Linked DNA regions of Sus scrofa: all the other regions are linked to region 1. Evidence: chromatin contacts called from public Hi-C and promoter capture Hi-C data. All regions are on one chromosome and are shown on one strand. The core of a region is the stretch at or near the end of the contact, and the rest is flanking DNA. Distances in the headings are between cores, read along the strand shown.

Evidence for each region. Promoter capture Hi-C pulls out the DNA fragments that hold promoters and counts their contacts. A called contact is a pair of places that touch in the nucleus more often than the background predicts.
Region 2: a contact with region 1 is called in a promoter capture Hi-C map of liver, with 2.4 times the contacts expected there. The contact joins two enhancer-like sites. A contact is called at or near these places in 1 of 5 promoter capture datasets (liver) and 1 of 47 Hi-C or Micro-C datasets (liver).
Region 3: a Hi-C map of mesenteric adipose tissue shows a contact between it and region 1, with 2.3 times the contacts expected there. The contact joins two enhancer-like sites. A contact is called at or near these places in 6 of 47 Hi-C or Micro-C datasets (fetal skeletal muscle, heart right ventricle, liver and 2 more) and 1 of 2 datasets of contacts at active chromatin or transcription factors (skeletal muscle).

Annotation. Positions count from the first base shown.
Region 1 is chr10:41,768,058-41,770,792 of Sscrofa11.1, forward strand. The region is part of intron 10 of ZNF438 (zinc finger protein 438); the gene reads right to left. Among named protein-coding and RNA genes, the nearest start is that of ZEB1, 240 kb to the right of the region's middle. Within about 2 kb of position 1,269, at least 7 of the 83 cell types and tissues checked have an H3K27ac peak or open chromatin away from gene starts, as enhancers often do. A contact at or near this core is called in liver and mesenteric adipose tissue, where this site is marked.
Region 2 is chr10:42,081,762-42,084,674 of Sscrofa11.1, forward strand. All of the region lies in intron 1 of ZEB1 (zinc finger E-box-binding homeobox 1), which reads left to right. The region is part of intron 4 of LOC110255584 (a long non-coding RNA gene); the gene reads left to right. Among named protein-coding and RNA genes, the nearest start is that of ZNF438, 69 kb to the left of the region's middle. Within about 2 kb of position 1,525, at least 6 of the 83 cell types and tissues checked have an H3K27ac peak or open chromatin away from gene starts, as enhancers often do. A contact at or near this core is called in liver, where this site is marked.
Region 3 is chr10:42,259,535-42,262,489 of Sscrofa11.1, forward strand. LOC102164518 (a long non-coding RNA gene) reads right to left here. Exons shown (of 6, transcript XR_305912.3): 4 at 2,421-2,517; 5 at 1,684-1,918. Among named protein-coding and RNA genes, the nearest start is that of ZNF438, 250 kb to the left of the region's middle. Within about 2 kb of position 1,472, at least 69 of the 83 cell types and tissues checked have an H3K27ac peak or open chromatin away from gene starts, as enhancers often do. A contact at or near this core is called in mesenteric adipose tissue, where this site is marked.

The DNA.
Region 1 (2,735 bases), core at 19-2,518:
TATGCCACAGGTGTAGCCCCAAAAAGACAAAAAAGTAAAAAATAAAAAAAATAAATTATATAATTAAAAATTTTCAAAGGAACTTGGATAAAAGGAATTTGATGCTGTATTTCATCTGGTCAGCATTAGGAAGAGTGGCTTCTGTTGTCTTTTAATAGGAGAGCTCACCATCACTCGCTCTCTGCTGGGACCTACCTGACTAATAACCATCAACTTGCCCTCCCAGAGCCTGGGTTTAAAACTGACAAAGCCTGAGCCATCAGCAGGCCACTTAAGATATAATTCTACTTTATATCATATCTAATGTTCTTAAGCTAACTGGAATCGTGGCTTAAAAAACAATAATAATAATTACTCCCACTCCATTACATTTACACTTGATACAATAGCAGATTTAAAATTTTGTGAACTGGGAGTTCACAAGAGGGCGTTCACCTTTTAGGAGTTCCCTTTGTGGCTCAGTGGAAACCCAACTAGGATCCATGAGGACGCGGGTCCAATCCCTGGCCTCACTCAGTGGGTTAAGGATCCAGCATTGCCGTGAGCTGTGCTGGAGGTTGCAGAAGTAGCTGGGATCCCGTGTTGCTCTGGCTGTGGTGTAGGCCGGCAGCTGTAGCTCCAATTCAACCCCTAGCTTGGGAACCTCCATATGCCATGGGTGCAGCCCTAAAATAAAAATAAAAAATTTGTGAACTGCAAAATGACATGGCACATCTCCACATTTATACTTGTGGAGGGCTCCTGTTTGGAGTTCTGGTCGCCTTGGTAATTCAGATCAATTCTCCCACCAAAAGCTAAAAAGGCTAAACAAAATATAAGTTTACATATTGGAAGGAAAAAACTCTGTAAATAATTATAAAAACTACGATGGTGCAAATTTATATAATCTTTCAATGGTTCAAATGTGAAATGCTATTAGGAAGTAGTAAAGTTGTGATAAATGTGTGGAGGTTACTGCATGCCCCGAAAGAGATCTACGGAAAAAAGACAGCTATTTTTGTGTATATTCTTCAAGTTTCTATGTTCCACCTTGTTCCACCTCTAAGAGATGTTAAGAGATATAATTCATAGTTCCATCTATGACAAATATCACCAGATCCTTTTTCTGCGACCAAACCACATAGCTCATTGTTAAAAGGATGATCGGAAGAGAAACTCAAACATATTCCAATGTGTGGAACTTTGGCAAGAGATACTTAAACTGGTGGAAACCTGCCGAAATACTTCACACGAGCCCTCCGTCACCCTCTATGATGCAATCTGCAACCTTTCCAGCCAACTCCCTTATTTCACTAGCCAGCCCTTGTCAACACTGAGGTAATAGAGCTGGAAAAACTCATCACTCCACTGGGATATTCAAATATCAAATTTTACTTCATTTGGTGAAAATTATACGGTTGCCAAAGAAAACTAATGCAAAGAGGGGAAACTATGAAAGGTTTGGAGCCATTCTTTTGTTGCAAAGAGCTCTTGGGAGGCCTCAAATCCATCTGCCACTGCTTAGGCATTCTTTTGTTGCTCTGACCCCTTCCTGCCCCACCCCTCAAGCATATGGGGCAGCGAGAAGGCTGGGGTGAACTCACCAGCCCAGGCTTCTGTGTTCAGCCAGCCCTAGTCTTATTCCCAAAGGTCCTCCTTCAGACTCTGCTCCTCCAGAAGGAGAGCTGTGTTCTACTGATGGCTGGACCTCCAAACCTAACCCCGTGTCCTGCAAAGAAAGTCTGACATCTACTCCACGGCAGGCACCGGATTAGGGATGAGAAATAGAGACATAATAAAGACACAGAAGGAAGTTCCCATTGTGGCACAGCAGAAACGAATCCGACTCGTATCCACGAGGATGTGGGTTCAACCCCTGGCCTCACTCAGTGGGTCAGGGATCCAGCATTGCCATGAGCTATGGTGTGCGCTGCAGATGTGGCTCGGATTCCGCGTTGCTGTGGCTATGGTGCACGCCAGCAGCCGTAACTCTGATTCAATCCCTAGCCTGGGAACTTTTATATGCCGCAGGTGCAGCCCTTAAAAAAAAAATCTAAAAAAATAAAAAATGAGAGAGATACAGACCTCACTCTCTGGACCCTCAAGGAAGGAAAATGATTTGGATACAGTTGCCTCAGCAGAATGGAGGAATGAAAAGCCAGTGAGCACAGCCCCATGGCCCGTGTTCTTTTCTCCCTAGACAATCAAGGCTTAGATGAGGAAGGAGAGAGCAGGCTTTCTCTTCAGAAATGTAAACGTGCGTCTTCAGCCCTGACCTTCCCAGAGTTCCACATTCACACCTTCAACCACCCATTCAATGCGTCCACTTGGAAGGAGTTCCAGGGATGAGTTGTGATGACTCTGAAGCCAGACTGCTTGGGGAGGAAGCCCAGCTCCATCACTACCCAGTTGGGTGGCTGACTGTAGGCAGGTCACTTTTAACCTCTCCATGCTTGTCTTTTCATGTGTAAAGCAGGGCTCTAGTGGTTCCTTGCACACACAACTGCTATGAGAATTAAATGAATTGATAAGGGTAAAAGTGCCTAAAACCCTGCCAAGTACACAATTCATGCTCTCACAGTGCTTATTGCTATGACTAGGACTGGTACTGCTGTTTCTAATCAGGCACCTAAAGCTGGTCCAAAACAGAATTCAGTGAGTTCCCGTCATGGCTCAGCAGTAAGGAACCCAACTAGTATCCATGAGGATGTAGGTTCGATCCCTGGCCTTGTTCAGTGGATTAAGGATTCAGCATT
Region 2 (2,913 bases), core at 275-2,774, 310 kb after region 1:
AATATATGGGAATGAAAACCCAACATGATAGTACTTGAGAGAGTCTTCCATTAGAACTAGGATCTGGGAGATTTTATTTTTATATATACAGGCACACACTTAATCGTAACACAGGTACACACTAGTGTTAATTTCATCTTTTGACTTAAGTAAGACCTTTTCAAAGATCAGGTTTCTAATGTGCCTCTCACTGGTATTTGTTTTTGTTTTTAAAGTGTCAGAGACAATCCATGGAAACAGTCTCTGCTAGAAATTTAGTTTCCTTGGTATGATCATGTTCCCTACCTACTTGGATAGCTAGGTGGAAGTGAGAGAGGCAGCTCTGTATTTGCCATTTTTCATTTTTTAGAGAAAGAACAGGAAGGAAATCCTAGCTCAGTCCTCTCCTTGGAGTCATTTTAGACCAGCACTGTCCAGTAAAATACATTGCAAGTCACAAATACAAGCTACATGTGTAGTTTTAAGGTGATTTTTTTGTGTGTTTTGTTTGTTTGTAGCCACATCAAAAAGGTAAAAAGAAACAGGCAAAATTACTTTAAATTATATTTTATTTAATCTAATATTTCTAAAATATTACTATTTTACCATGTACTTAGTACAGGAATTTATGAGTTGTTTTACCTTTTTCGTACTAAGTGTGTATTTTACATCTATAGAACGTTTCGTATTGGATTAGCAACATTTCAAGTGTCCCATAGCTACATGTCAGTGAGGGTCTGGACCAGGAACGGGCTCCTGTACTGGCACCACCCATGCAGACGTCTGCCAGGTAACCCTGTCAGCCCCTCCACCACCAACTCCCATCTTAGAGTTTCCAAATTTAGCAGAAGACAAAAAAAAAAAAAAAGAAAAAAGAAAGAAAAAAAAATACTCAGGATGCCCAGCTTAATTTGAATTTAAAATAGATAACAAATAATTTAGTGTAATTATGGACCGTGCTATATTTGGGATATACTTAAAAATATTGATCTGAAAAGCAAATTTAACTGGATGTCCTATAATTTATCTGGCAATCCTGCCCTGGCTTAACTGAGGAGAAGACACCAGGCTGCCTGGAAACTTGCAGGACTAGAGGATAGAGAATCTCTTCCTCTGGGGAGGATTTTTAAAACCCTCTGGAAGGCCGTATGCAAGCCAGGAACTATCTGTAGCCTGTTTCTTCCTAATTCTCTAAGATTTGAAGAGACAGGGGCTCAGTCCTTATATATTTAAATAATTTTACATCCAAATTATTCCACTAAGCTGTAATGTTTATTAAATTCTATGAAGTGTATGATTCCTTACTTGAGCTTATAAAATAGAACCCGTCTAACAGACATTACTAGTATCAAACTTTATAAGAAACACTTTATCCGAGGCTATAATCTCAGCAGTTTTCAGGGTCCTGGCTATTTCTGGTGCTTTTCTTATCACTGGTTACCACCACAGCTGTCATTTCACTCTCAAGTTGGCAAGCATTAATTCAGAATATTCAGTTGCTTAATGCCAAGATAAGGCTTACTTTACGTGTGATTCTCTGCTCTGGAGTTGACCTTGATCCTGGCCCAGGCAACAGCCAGTCAATTCTCACACTGTTATCACCTACCCCTAAGGGCAGCTTTTACAGAGGACTACCTTTCCATTCATACTCTTTAATGTTTTTTAATGCTCAAATTCAGTGACATTTTGGAAGCAGCTAACAACTTTTCTAATAGTTGCTCTACCTTTCTAAAGCGGTAGAAAAGAGGCCATTCAGTAATTCGTGTTCTCTGACAGTAATTACACCAGCTCCACAGTCCTTCTCAGGGCAGCCTTGTCGTCCAAAATCAATGACCAGGTGACAGCTCTGCTTGGTTATCAGCTAGGCAGGGAGGGCCACTGCCAGCCACCCTGGCAGGTTAGAGGTTGGGGTTAAGCCATGGTGCATTCCAAATCCATTCACGCTTAGGAGAATGTACCCAAAAGTGTGGATATGTTTATAATTACTGCATTTCCTTCAGAGAACAAGAATGACAGGTAAGTACAGGTTGGTTCTTTTTGTGTTTTTGTTTGGCAATGATCCAATGACTATTTTTAAATAGGAAATTTAAGTATCTGAAAGTATTCCCTTTCCCCCAGTCACCCAAAAGAGCTCAGATATAGCCTACATTACGTAATATTTTTCTTCCTCACTCTAAGAAGGAGTTGCACTTGATGGGGGCGTGTTGGGAGAAGACAACTTACTGTCATTTGAAAGCCGTGAACATCACACATTTCCATGTCTAGAAATATCCTAGCTTTATGTAAGACTCTTAACTTTGCCTAACTTCTCATGTCTGAGGTAGGAATTACTTTGTCAGATTAACATCTGCATCTAGATAAGGTACTCAGCCTTCTGACAGCAGTGAGTAAATTAACGAATTGTGTTTAGGTTTTCTCTTTTATTCTCAAGACTTCCTTTTAAGTTTCAAGACTTTAAAGACTTTTACCTTATTTTTTAAAATTACGATTTAAAGCTACAAAATACCTTAAATATTGGAGCTCCTGTGGTCGTGCAGTGGGTTAAGGGTCTGGTGTTGTCTCCATGTCAGTATGGGTTTGATTCCCCAGCCTGGCACTGGGTTAAGGATCTGGTGTTGCTGCCGCTGTGACATAGGTTGCAGCTGTAGCTCAGATTTGATCCCTGGCCTGGGAACTTCCATATGCCACAGGTGCGGCCAAAAAGGGGAAAAAAAAAAAACAAACAAAACACCTTAACTCTTACCTATTACCAAGTCATATTTAGATGAGCTTCAGAGGGTCTGTGAATATCCCAAGTTAAAAATCAAATTTTGTCTGTATATGTTTTTTGTTGGGAAGAATGTACATATTTTTCATTATATTCTTGAATTTTGTAACAAAAAAAATGGTTAACAGACACTGATCTGGACTAATGTTATCATTTACTGATAAGCT
Region 3 (2,955 bases), core at 222-2,721, 490 kb after region 1:
ATACATTCTGACCCAGTAATTCTACTTCAAGAAGTTGACCTTAAGAAAACTAACAGGCTAGGTGCAAAAAATGTAGGTAGAAGGATGTCTGTCGCCATGTAGAAGAGTAAAAAATTGTAAAGAAATTTAAATTTCCAGCAACACCAAATTGGCTAATAAATTATAGTAATCCTATGTTGCCCTTAGAAATAATAATACAGAGTTTTCTCTATCTTTCCAGGTCTGTGGTGAGTTAAGTGAAAATGCAGGCGACAAACATCATATGCACCATAATTTTTGTAACTAGTACACCCCTAGGTGTGGGCATAATTTGGAAGAATGATAACAAAATGTTAACAGTGGTCCGTTATTTTGGGGTGGAAAGATGGGGAGGGTGTAGATCAGATTGTGTTCAGTTCCTTCTTTTCATCTTTTTGAATTAAAAAAAGAAATTACACTTTTTTAAAAGGTTAGTACAACCTTTACAACTTCTTTAAAAATTGTAAAAAGAAGTCAGGGGCCTCAGCCACGTAGAACTGAATTCCACAGCCAACACGCCTGTCCTCCCAACAGGAGCTACTGGTCTCACCAGCTAGGGCGCTGGAACAGACCCACAGAAGGGAACCGTCCCACCCAGCCCGGGCCAACACTGGGCAGCGGCTGTTCTAAGCGAGTCAGCAGATCTGGCTGCTAACTGGCAGCCAGGGGAGAGCCCCGCGCATCACGTGTCCTGCCTGTGTGGCCCCGTCTGACTCAGAAGAAAAGCGCGCGGCCCTGCATCCAGGTTTGGGGGTCGCATGTCGAGCTCGGTCGCGCGCCCTCTCCCTGCAGATCCCCCCCATACCCGCCCGCCTGGACCCCCAGCTGGCACTCAGTAGGTCACTTTCCCATGTGCTGCACGTTCAAGAGTTCGCTATTCCCACGGGAAGAGCTCGTTGCCATGGCGATGAGAGCCTTCCCACCCCGGGACCCGCCCAGGAGGCCGAATCCTTCCCCGCCCGGCCTCCTGACCAGCCCCGCCAGGTGGAGAGGGTTGCAGGCTCCAGATTCTTAAGGGCTGGGGTCAGTAATGAAGGACCCAGGTCAGAGGGAAGGGAAGGGAGGTTTTTATTACAAGCCTTCTGGCCACTCTGCCCTTTGCTCCCCGCACCAGAGGCAAATGTCCTATCTGATTCTGGGGCATTTGGGTGGAGACGTCGGCCGCTTTCCCTCTCAGCGTCTTCCAAGAACGCCAGGGCATCTGTTAAAGTTTCTGGAATGCAGCACACTGGAATGAAGCTTTAACCCAGCAGCCCCGAACTAAAAGTCCGTGAGGGGTCGGGGTAGGAGGAGGGGGTATCGACCTGTTCGCGCCCCCACCCCCCCCCACCCCGCCTCGGGTGGGTAGCAGGGAGGAGGGGCTTCCTGTGTCGCACTGTAGCACTGTGTGGGCCAGGGCGATCAAGGGCGGAGTCGGTGGAAAAGGAGGGGGATGTTTGGGGGCGGGATGGGGCGGGGGGGGGGGGGGGGGGAATGTCTGAAGCTCGGCCACACCCAGCGGGAGGCGGTGCTCGAGACCTAGACCGAGGGAGGTGGGGAAGAGGGAGGGAGGTCACTGGCGCCTGCTCACTGGGGCCCCGCCCCACCACCCTGGCCACGCCCACTCCCCCAATTTCCCGGGGCTCCCCGGGTGCAGGAGGAGGAACCAAGTCTCCCGTTACTCACCACAGGTGGCTGCACAGGGGAAAGCTCCAAGCATATCACTGACTGGCTTGGAAAGTCTTTCATCTCTGCAACAGCAGCAGCAGCAACAGCTCTTGGATTAACTGTGTCTCCTGACTTTTGCGCCTCCAGCCATCACCACGCTGCAGATCCCTGGATGCCTGCTGGCTCCTATCGAGGGGTACCCCCTTTCCCTCGCCTTCTTCCCTCCTCCTGCTGCCTCCCCCGTGCCTTAAGCCTGGGGGACGAGGGATCACAATGAACCTTAGATTTTCCCAAGAGTTTTTTTTCTCCAGGCTCTCTGTGTACCCTCTCCCCGCACCCCACATCTTGTATTTTCCTTCACCTACCCTCTCCCTCACTTTAGGTCTATATATACCCACAGGCCTCTCCCCTCCCCTTCCATCACCAGGCCAGTGAGTCAGCTCACCCAAGAGGCAAGTGCCAGCGCAGTGGGACAGCTGCCCACTGGGCCCAGAAGAGAAAGGTTTCAGGGGCAGCAGGCCTCGTGCAAATAGTGCTTTTGACAACTCCAGGCATCGAGTTTCACGAGTAAGCCAAATGTAGAAAGGATTAGCTGTTTCGCCCAATAAGCCCACATCTGTAGTTACATTCTAACAGGGATAAAATTACCCTGGTTATTAATCCTTCTGCTTTAGGGAATAAGCTGATCACCAGGCAGGGTCAGGAACAAAACCCTGCCTCCGCTCCTGCCAGCCTCCCCTCACCCCCATCCTTACCTGCTCCACCTCTTACGGTGTATGGTTTCCCATTTCAGTCTGGACACCAAGTTCAAGGCCACCACCTGAGGTGCCTCTGAGATGGGACAGCTGCCGTCTGTGGTAGGGGGGACATCCATTCAGTCACATAAGTATGCATGCAGAATCTACTGGGAGCAAGACGTCATGGGTCTCCACTGCGGCAGAACCAAAGATGATTCTTGCACCGCCCCTGTCTTTTTCAAGCCCAGAAAAAGCTGAAGTGGTTGGTCAGAAACTGTATGTGGTTTCTGGGACTTCCTGCCCTGAGGCGCCCCAGGTGTATCCGATGGCCTCGGGGACTGCAGTTGGGGTGTGGGCAGTATTTCCTAGCCTGCTGCCAGGGAGCAATGGAGCCATTTCCTCGAGCATCCATGGGTGTGACCTCTCCCTCCAGGACCAGCAGGAGAGGCGAGCTGTGTTTCCTTCTCTGGTCTGTTCTATTTATTTATTTATTTAGTCTTTTTACCTTTTCTAGGGCTGCTTCCCGCGGTATATGGAGGTTCCCAGGCTAGGG